Regions from separate parts of the Danio rerio genome. Here region 2 is linked to region 1. The links are chromatin contacts, called in public HiCAR-type maps. All regions are on one chromosome and are shown on one strand. The core of a region is the stretch at or near the end of the contact, and the rest is flanking DNA. Distances in the headings are between cores, read along the strand shown. Region 1 holds the start of esd (esterase D/formylglutathione hydrolase). Region 2 holds the start of med4 (mediator complex subunit 4).

Evidence for each region. HiCAR-type assays count read pairs that join an accessible place to other places.
Region 2: a HiCAR-type map of caudal fin shows a contact between it and region 1, with 7 times the contacts expected there. The contact joins the promoter of med4 here to the promoter of esd in region 1. A contact is called at or near these places in 4 of 18 Hi-C or Micro-C datasets (caudal fin, embryo, hematopoietic stem cells and 1 more) and 1 of 4 datasets of contacts at active chromatin or transcription factors (caudal fin).

What each region holds. Positions count from the first base shown.
Region 1 is chr9:26,804,904-26,810,374 of GRCz12tu, reverse strand. It overlaps esd (esterase D/formylglutathione hydrolase), which reads left to right and starts at 3,639. Exons shown (of 9, transcript NM_001017796.2): 1 at 3,639-3,766; 2 at 4,188-4,266; 3 at 4,347-4,435; 4 at 5,064-5,162. The coding sequence starts at 4,199.
Region 2 is chr9:26,951,506-26,957,268 of GRCz12tu, reverse strand. med4 (mediator complex subunit 4) reads left to right here and starts at 3,786. Exons shown (of 7, transcript NM_001017883.1): 1 at 3,786-3,878; 2 at 4,142-4,208; 3 at 5,727-5,763. The coding sequence starts at 3,802. It overlaps itm2bb (integral membrane protein 2Bb), which reads right to left and starts at 1,330. Exons shown (of 6, transcript NM_212976.1): 1 at 1,179-1,330. The coding sequence starts at 1,253.

The sequences.
Region 1 (5,471 bases), core at 2,390-4,889:
TGTGACTTCAATCGACCGGCATGTTTGTGTGCGTGTGTTTGTGGGTGTGTGTGTGTGTGTGTGTGTGTGTGTGTGTGTGTGTCTGGGTTTCTGCGTCAGAGGGCGGGGCCTCAGGTTTGAAATCTCCCGGGTTTGCGAGTGCACGTGAATAACTTGGTTTCGTTCGTACGTCATGGCGAAACACCTAATGACTCGGTATCAAGGCGACTCGCTTGAAGCACTATGAGTCTACTCTTTTATAGATGAATCAACCATTTTAAATACTGTATATATTCTTACAGATTTAAGCCTTAGCTGGATACTTCACTTCACTTAGAGCTGTGTTACACACTACATGGAGGGGAATTTTCAAAAACCCATAATATGGGCTCTTTAATTAACCTAGTAAAGCCTTTAAATGTCAGATTAAACTGTTTAGAAGCGTCTTAAAAATATCTAGTCAAATATTATTTACTGTCATCATGGCAAAGATAAGATAAATCAGTTATTTGAAGTGAGTTATTAGAATTATTATGTTTAGAAATGTGTTGAAAAGATCAGCTCTCCTTTAAACAGAAATTGAGGGAAAATTTTAAAAGATAAACAAGGGGGGTAATAATTTAGGGGGCTAATAATTCTAACAATAACTGTATATTTGAAAATGAACAAAACTAAACATAAGGATAATTTTATAACTAAAGTTAAAGGAGAAAACTAACTACAGTATGTTATTTTAATGATACTAAAACAACACTGTCACTGCCATGATTTAAAACCAATAAATATGGGATTTCTAGGAAAGCAATAAAAAAAGTTGAAGGTAAAATGCCTTTACTGATGGCTGATGGAGAGTGAGAGTGAATGTGTTCTTCCTGTACTTCAGGACACTGAGTTTCTGCGGTTAAATAAAGTAAGCATTCCGTTCCATGTTCTGGTAATTGTCTGGACAGCCTTTGATTTGTCTTCAACGGGTAGCTCTAATATATTTCCCACCGTATGTGGTCATTACTGTTAATTTACTTTTTAGAAAGGACGTGCTTATTGGTTTGCAATGCTCAACGTGAGATGTTTCCATGGAGTTTGTTATTTCATCCTCATCACATTTAGCATGCAGTGCTGTGGAAGTGGGCACTGAATCATGCAGTGTTTTGTAAATGAGGGCAGGAAGGAGACTGGAACAGAAATCGTTTTGAAGTGAAGGACACCAAAAGAATAAAGTTCAATAACCGGCCTTGCATTTAAGCATGAATATGTCGAAAAATGAGAGAAAAATGAGATGTGTCATAAAAGACAAATTAAGATTTTAATAGAGCTACAAAATGAAATGTTATTGTAATTGATACAACAGTTTGTCATCTTTGTTTGGACACTGATTTATTACAGATGAACTTTCTGCTGTCCAAATAAACACGTGACCAAAGCAATTTTAAAATCAACTTGTTAGTAAACACACCAAGATACAACTCAAACATTAAGTTTGCGTTCATTTTAACTAACTATACATCATTGTAAATATTAAAGAATGATTGTTAGGCCTATGGGGCAACACAGTGGCTCAGTGGTTAGCACTGTCGCCTGACAGCAAGAATGTCACTGGTTCGAGCACTGGCTCGGTTAGTAGGCATTTCTGTGTGGAGTTTGCATGTTTTCCTCTTGTTCACGTGGGTTTCCTTCTGGTGCTCCGTTTTCCCTTATAGTCCAAAGATATGTGCTATAGGTCAATTGAATAGACTAAATTGGCTGTAGTGTATGTGTGTGCATGTGAGTGTATGGGTTTTTTCCAGTACTAGGGTGCAGCTTTGTGTAAAACACATGCTGGGTAAGTTGGCGGCTCATTCCGCTGTGGCGATTCCTTATGAATAAAGGGACTAAGCTGAAGGAAAATGAATGAATGAATGTTTGGCCTCTGCTGGTGACCTCATTGAAACAGTTTGTATTTGCATTGTGCCATAAAATTAACAAAGTCATGTTTATTCATTCGCCTTAGTCCCTTTATTAATCAGGGGTCGCCACAGCAGAATGAACCACCAACTTATCATAGCGGTTGCTCTTTCAGCTGCAACTGAAATTTTTGCATTTACATTTACACACATACACTACAGACACTAGTTTATTCAATTTACCCGTACCATGTCTTTAGACTTGTGGGTAAAACCGGAGCAAAGGGAAAAAACCCACAGGGAGAACATGCAGACTCCACACAGAAAACGCTAACTGACCCTGCCAGGGCTTGAACCAGTGACCTTCTTGCTGTGAGGCAATCGTGCTACCCACTGCGCCACCGTGACACCCCAAAGTCAAGTTTAATCAGTCATTAAAACTTTTAGTCCTACAGTGTGTACACCAAGGAACATTTACATAGGCTATTCTACATTCTGTTATAGAATGGTCCACAGCTTACTTTTCTTAAAATGGTCCATGGCTTACTTTCCTTGACCTTTTTTTGTTGAAATTTTCAGATATGACTGTCTGTCTCTCATGTTGCATGAACTTCTGGGTTAAAAAAGTTTCCACTAATTGATTGCACACCTGAAAACCACAGCACAAGCCAACTGGACATTGTTCATCCAGCTGAATTGTGTGCATTCAGACATCCTACTCAGCTGACATATTAATTTAAAATAAACATTCAAATAAATAAATAAATACTAGCCTTTATAGTGAAGAATGTATGATGACGTGAGAAGCACATGTAAGCTATCGTCATCGTATTTAAAAAGCAGCTACAGTCAGAATGTGTTTATGTTGTGTGTGCACCTTGAAGGCCTATATTTCATCAGTACAAGTATGTTTGAAATTTAATTAAAACTGCCTATTGTCTATGGAGGACGAAACCTGCAAAAGCAATAAAAAATAAATATGCAAATAAATGAATAAATAAATACACAAATTCCTGCATAAATAAAAAATAAAGAAAATAAATATGCAAATAAATAAATAAATTAATTAATGTATAAATCTACAAATTCCGGCATGAATAAATATATAAATAATTAATAGTGTGGTGTGAAAGGGGGAAAAATCTACTTTCAGTTTACATTAATGCAATTTATTTAAATATTAATCTGCCTGCACTATTTATATATTGATTTATGCAGGAATTTGTGGATTTATTTATAAATTTATTTATGTGCATATTTAGGGGCGACTGTGGCGCAGTAGGTAGTGCTGTCACCTTACAGCAAAAAGGTCGCTGGTTCAAGCCTCGGCTGGGTCAGTTGTCATTTCTGTGCTGAGTTTGCATGTTCTCCCTGAGTTTGTGTGGGTTTCCTCCGGGTGCTTAGGTTTACCCAACAGTCCAAAGACGTGGTATGGTGAATTGAGTAGGCTATGTGTGAAAGAGTGTGAATGGATGTATTCCAATGATGGTCTGCAGCTGGAAGGGCATCCGCTGCGTACAGTAAAAACATATGCTGGATAAGTTGGCCGTTCATTCCACTTTGGTGACCCCAGAATAATAAAGGGACTAAGCTGAATGAAATGAATGTGCATATTTATCTACTTGTTGTTTTTGCAGATTTAATTTTCCATGATTGTCAAGCTCACCCTTTTGTAAATAAGAGCTCGAAAATGGAAAGTTGTAGGGTTTATAGATTGTTTTTCAGCTTGCTATACTGGACCTTATTTCTTGGGCAGTTAAAAATGAAAGAGAACCATACCTCTCGAGCGCCGCTGTTTGGCCAACACGTTGAAGCACACACCAGGCAGGAAAAAGCACAAGGGGCGTGGCTTTGCGTCTTACGTTCAATCTGGCGTCACACTGAACTCGGAATCCTCAGCTGCAGCGGTAAGTGCTACAAAATAACATCCAGGACATCAACCTGCATGCAGAGGAAAGTTGCATGCCGCCAAAATAAAACGCAGCTTTCTTTAGTTTATGTTCTGGCGTCAGTTTAAACTTCCCGAAGCGCTTCTTCGGGTCGTTCACTGCAGATCCTACTATCAGTGCTGTGAGTTTGGCACGCCAGAAACAATGCGCATGCGCAAACCACACGAGCCCTGTGTGCTAAATGTGAATTATTGTTTAATGACTCTATTTAAGCTACAGATGGTGTTCAGATACTTAAAACTTGACGTAAAACGATTAATATGTCACTATATGAACTGAAATCAGCTCGCAGCGTAATATTTGTACAAGCGAGCACATTCATTTGAAAGAAAGGCGATGATCTGTCATAACTACGATTGATTTCTTTTACTCAACACAGTAAACGGTGCAATGGCTTTAACCCAGGTTTCTTCTAATAAGTGCAGCGGTGGATATCAGAAAGTGTTCGAGCATGACAGGTGAGAGACTCTTTCATTAATAGCCCTGGTCGAAATATTCACATTAACGTTAAAGAGCTTAACTTAAACTTTATTTACAGCTCCGAGTTAAAATGCAAAATGAAGTTCGCCATTTACCTTCCTCCAAAGGCGGAGAGCTCCAAATGTCCAGTGTTATACTGGCTGTCAGGTATTTCAGCACGATTCTATTCTCTACTAGGCCTGTTTAATTATTTTATTATGATTATATTCGTTTGATCATGACACAATAAATTAATTATGGCTGTTAATTGACTGTAATCATATTATTATTGCCACTATATCATGTTGTTTGTTAGCATATTATCACCTTGGAATTCTATCTGCGTTCTAAATGATTTTGAAATATTGAGCTTCAAAGTTTTTACATTCCATATAGCAAACAATTTGTGTAACATTTTAAAAAAATAATAAAAAGTCTTAAAATCTAAACAACTTATATAAAGAATCCCATAATGTAAATAAGTTGCCATTGAATAAGAATATGTCAATAACTCAGTTTTGACAAAAATGTCAGATAGAACCTTATAATTCTATTGTGACAATAGGTTGCATGTGTGTAATGTTCCAAATGACAACTGAGTTATTTAATTCATATTTTATTTTAATTATTTAAAACATTAACGTCACTTACATTTTATGCGCTTTTTACACATTAATTTTGATGTGCACCAAATGTATTTTACCCATGTATCATTTACATCTTTAACAATCTCAGTAATGCACTAAATGTCAATAACATTCTAAAATGTACTTTTATCATACACTGTGTTTTTTAGGTTTGACATGCACCGAGCAAAACTTCATCACTAAAGCTGGAAGCCAGCAGGCGGCCTCTGAAAATGGGATCATCATCGTAGCTCCAGACACCAGTCCACGTAAATACCTAAATATTTACAATTTATACACTCGCTGGTCCACCTCTGGAGAGCTTTCCTCGTAGTTATATTTCTGATTTCAGCTCTGCCTAATCCTATAGAGACATGAGCCAGAAAGTAATAATAATACAGCAGGATGGATTGTGGATGCAGAGCTCTCTTGGGAAGTCAAATCATCACTGCAACATATAGATAAACAAATAAAAGTCTCCACTGAGTATCAAACAGCATTGTGACTTCCCTGTTTACGTCAGTGCTTACAGTTTCCCACCACATAGTCATACCACTGCTTGGAGAAAAGCCAATAGA
Region 2 (5,763 bases), core at 2,537-5,036, 150 kb before region 1:
AAATGTATTTTGAAAAAATAAAAAACTCTCCTTCTCCAATTCAGTTGTGGTGTTCAGTCTTCCTCTTACAATACCCTCTTACTGGAACACTTTATGTACAGTTCTCTGAGAATTTCTGATCAAACTGAAAGCATCTGCTGTTTACTCATATCCATTCCCGTTTATAAATGGCTTTTTATCCTTTGTTTCTTTCAGTTTAACACCCTGGCACCCAGAGGCCTTGACAAACTGGCCACTGTAGTCTTTCTTTGACTTCTTCATTATTTACTGTGGATTGTATACTTTCTTTTAAAGTCTATTTATACTTTAATTATACTGTATTTCTTTCCTTTAAAGAGGTATTTATCAGATATTGTCCTTTAAAGTACACAGACATAAAACATTATAGGTGCACCTATATTTTTAGTTGTCTCTACCTTATTTTTGTGTGAGGGTCAGTGTTACACTTTAATTATGTAGTTAATAATTTTAAAATATACAATTAATAAATAAGTCTCTTTTTCGGCATACGGATAAGCAAAAGTCAGAGGCCAACACAAACAAACACAGTCTGTTCAGGCAGGTCTCTCACACCCTACAAATACCAGGAAACTATGTTTGATAACATGCATACCTATACATTCTTACATTAGCATGATTTCTTTCAAAATACCATAGTAAAGAACTATTACATCAACACAGCTATGTGAAAATTAGTCAGTATTTAAGAAGGAAAACTTTACAGTAATTTCCAAGTTTAAAAAAGGGATTATAAAATAAATGGACTACACCATAACACTTTTAAAAAAGTAAACAAATGGTAAACTTATACGTTTGACCATGCTTTTACTTGTATTAAAATATCTCTTTCAATAAAGGAGTTGTCAGTATACTTTATGAATTTAATGAAGTAATAACTTTTTGCCAGGATATAAATTTGAAAGTGTTAAGCGGTCTTTGACAAACTTTGGGCTGTCAGCCATTTTATAACTCATTTCACTGATCAAAGTCTGACGCGCAAACATGAACAAAGAAAAACACTTCTGTATTTGAGAGATCTACTTCGCTAAAGGTAATAAGTAAATTTATAACCGAACTAAAATATACATTGTATAAATAATATTCCTCAAACGCGGTTACGAAACAGAAGTACTGTCAATATGCAGCAAGATTTGTTAATAACTACGTAACTACATTACCTGTTCTTCGTTAATGAGAGTTTCCTTTTTTGGATCCTTTAGGGCGAAAGCCTTGTTAAAAGAAACTTTTACCATTCTGAAAAGTAAGTTGTTTTTTTTCCGTGAGAAGTGCGACAGAGAGCAGAGAGTTCGCAAAATGAAAGTGTTCAGTTTCCTGATCAGCAGCAATGTTTGTGTGTGTGCGTGACGCACATGACAGATCTGCTCGCGCTGCCTCTAGTGACAACCAAAACCACAACACCTGCACCCCTACAGTATTTAGACGAGCACTTCTAACATACTGTATGCACTTTCCAACTTAAAATTACTTTAAATAGTAGGAGTAAGTTTAGTTACTATAGATATGGAAATTAACTCAAATAAGATGTCTTATAAAGCCATCATTTAAGGGTCTAACGCTTACAAGAAGACTCACAATTCCAGGGGTCTTAAGGATTAATTTGAAAACACTTGTAAAAAACAAGTTGAGGAATTTTTTTTAAATACACTCGAGATTAAACAAGCTTTGGAATAAACGATACATATTAAATTCTGATTGAATCATTCAACAATTGTAGTTATGATGTTGTCTGTAACTGTAGCTACTAAAAAAATCATACTTAAGTAAAAGTACCATATTTGCCCAAAAATGTTGTGCAAGTCGACTAAAAGTATCTGTTGTAAATATTACTCAAAGTATGAGTAAAAAGTTGCTTTTTTAAAAGTACTCAGGAGTAGTGACTGTGAAAGTCTGATGCGTTCAATGGTATCTGGATGCAGACGTGGATTTGCAAGCTGAGACTGCATATTTCAGAGATGTAAGAAGGTGGCTGGTTTGAGCCCTGGCTGGGTAAGTTGGTGTTTCTGTGTGGAGTTTGCATGTTCTCCCCGTGTTTGTGTGGGTTTCCTCCGGGTGCTTTAGTTTCCCCCACAAGTCCAAAGACATGGTATAGGTGAATTGGGTAAGGTAAATTGGCTGTAGTGTATGTGTGTGAATGAGTGTGTATGGATGTTTCCCAGTGATGGGTTGCAGCTATAAGGGCAACTGCTGCGTAAGACATTTGCTGGATAAGTTGCCGGTTCATTCCGCTGTGGCGATCCCAGATAAAAACCTAAGCCAAAAAGAAAACGGATTAATGAATGTGAAAACGTAATATTTATCCAGCACGTTTTTACACAGTGAATGCCCTTCCAGCCCCAACCTACCTCTGGGAAACATTCACACACTCATTAACTACGGACAATTTAGCCTACCAAATTCACCTGTCTTTGGACTGTGGGGGAAACCGGAGCACCTGTAGGAAACCCACACAAACGCAGGGAGAACATGCAGACTCAACACAGAAATGCCAACTGACCCAGCTGAGGTTTGAACCAACAACCGTCTTGGTGTGAGGTGACAGCACTACCTACTGCACCACTGCATCACCCTAGTAATTTACAATTGCTGAAAAAACTACTCAATTACAGTAATTGGAGTATTTATAATTTGTTACTTTACACCACTGTTCATTAGATAAAACCAGACACATTTTTATCAGGTTGGCATGGCTTAGAGTTAATAACACTAATATTAACTTTTATGTTTCTGACTGAAAATGTGACATTTTGTGTTTAGAGCAAATTGAGAAAATAGCCACACTTATGTTTTGAGGTCAAATTAAATGATTAGGAAACTAAATTCAAGGCTTATAACGGAAACATACAAGTCTACCCCAAAACAAAATCTCACTAAAGGCTCTTTTTTTAAGTTTATTCCTCTGATTTATTTTAGTACAGAATATTTTTAGCGCAGCGTTCACTAGGCTGTAGTTCATCATCCACTATTTTAAATTTGGACACTTTTTTCTCCAATAATGTGCCTATTTTTTTAAGTGACCAGTCTTAAGCTGGAAATGTGTTAATGAATAGGCTAATAAATAGTTTGCTGTCAACTTCTTGGACTCACTCGTAAAAAAAAATAAAGTACTAAATTAAAAGATTGTAGACATAAAACAGTCTTTTTAAAAATATATAATGATTTTTGAATCGGCGATGCTGTCTCTCAGTGGGTAGTGCTGTCACCTACAGCAAGAAGGTCGCAGGTTCCAGTCTTGGCTGGGCCAGTTGGCATTTCTGTGTGGGGGTTGCATGTTCTTCTCGTGTCCTTGTGGGTTTACTCCGGGTGCTCCGGTTTTCCCCCACAGTCCAAAGACATGCACTATAGGAGAATTGAATATACTGAAGTGTATGTGCTGAAAGGGCATTTGCTGTGTAAAACATATGCTGGATAAGTTGGCAGTTCATTCCACGGTGATGACCCCTGATGAATGAAGGGACTAAGCCAAAGGAAAAGAAATGAATGAATGATTCTTAAATCAAACAAATCAATGTCTATAGATCAGCAGGTGCTATAAACATGAAACAAAAAAAATGATTGTAACAGTAATAGCACATCCATAGGCTATATCTGAACAATATAATAACAGTTACACAGCCACCATACTTACAAACAGATGTTCCAGGAGTTTTTTTTTTGTGTGTGTTCCTCAACATTGACTGTGTTTATGCGTTGCGGTCCTTCTGCCAGCAGTCGTCGCTGTGTGACTCAAAAGCATCTAACGCTTTTCATTTCCCACGCATGCGCACAGAAAGAGAAACAATCATGGCGGCGGCGGCGGCAGATAAATCTACGAAAGAAAGGCTTTTATCCACTCTGGATGATTTAGAAGTTTTATCCAGGTTTGTCCTTACATGCTCTAAAAATTTAGACAAAAAATTACTATGACGTTGTTTGTGTGTGTGTGTTTAGCTGTTACAAGGCAGAATGATCATGTCCATTCATGGTATTTCCCCAGTGATGTATGAGTTGATGAGTTAACGTTAGTTAACAATTGAACAAATAGAGTAATTCTATCTTTTACACTAAAGTCTTCTCCGAGTAATACAGTAATTTTACAGTACTGGTTATCTGTAGCGTCTCGTTTTTCGTCGTGTTGTTTTAGAGAGCTGATCGAGATGCTGGCGCTGTCCAGGTCACAGAAACTGCCCCCGCCTGGCGAGGACACACTGGTGAGAGTCAATGCTGTTTACACACATACACATACACATCCCATGCCCTATGCCCTCAGCCTCACAAATCCATCTTTGGAAAGCTGAGACATTTAAAATTGAGGCTAAAAGATTTCTGTCCTCCCAATATTCATAAAGAGAGATCAACAGCGTTGTTTAGATTACTTGAATTTGTAGTCCCTAAGTGATTATAAGTTAGAAAATAATAATTGAAGTCAGTAATGTAATCTTGATGACCTTTTTGATTTTTAGTGATTTTGACCAATTGTCTTTGTATGCTTTAAATGTCGACATTTTCACTGTGAACGCAGAATAAATGTCATGATCAGTTTGCAGAACAAAAAACACCCAAAATCTTTTATTCAAACACATGACTATAAATTAATTGTACATTAAAAAGGTCACACTTTACAATAAGGTTTCATTAGTTAATAATGTATTTACTAACCTGAACTTATCATGAACAATACTTAAACAGTATTTATTAATCATAATTTAACATTTACTAATGCATTATTTACATCCAAATTCATGTTTATTAACATTAGTTCATGCACTGACTTGCGTTCATATGAACTAACAATGAACTGTATTTTCGTCAATTAACATGAACAAATACTGTAATAAATGTACTGTTCATTGTTTGTCCGTGCATTAACTAACACAACATTATTGTACAGTATAACCATTAAAAGAAACTAAGAATTTCCACTTTGGATCTTATTTTTTTCCCCTCAAATATGGTACACACTACACTGTAAAACTGTTTAGAACAGAAGCATGTTAAAAAAAGAATTAGGGAGAATCAGTAAATTATTTACTCGAATAGTGCAATGTGTTTGTAATCAAGCAATCTGATTAGAGGCATTTATACAAATTTATATTATAGGGCTGCACAATGTATCGTTTCATCATCGATATTGCAATGTGTGTATCTACAATAGTCACATCACAGGATCTGCAATGTTATTATAGTTGAACAGGAGCCGAAGTTCAAAACATAGATGATTTGTGGAGTCATTTTTAATTTTAACCAAAAATATAACATTTAATTTAGAATTTGCATGTGTTTTTAAGGCCTGTGACTGTGTTAACATTTCAAGGCCCTTTAAAAAATTTAGGCACAAGAAATTATGTTTACTTTACTTTAGGAAAGATTAGATTTATGTGCAAATACAATGAAGATTCAATTTGACTATCCAGTTTGTGCCTGAATACTGCAGACTTACAAAAATCATTTTTTTTTCATTTATATCTTTGCTCCATTGTATTTATCAATGCTTGTGATTGGTTTATTATAATTTATGCATATGCAATGCCCTATAAAACATCCAAAGTATACAAAACAACAAATTTATTTTATAACTTTTTAAAATCTATTAAAGTATACTCAACATTGCAATATGTATCGCAGTAAAACGAGATATTACAATGTCAGTTTTTTTTTATAATATTGTGCACCCACATTATATAATCTCATTACTAAAACTGGAAACTTGCTGTGGGTTGTGTGAGCAGATTCTGGAGCTGTTAATACAGAGAGATAAAGAGTTCC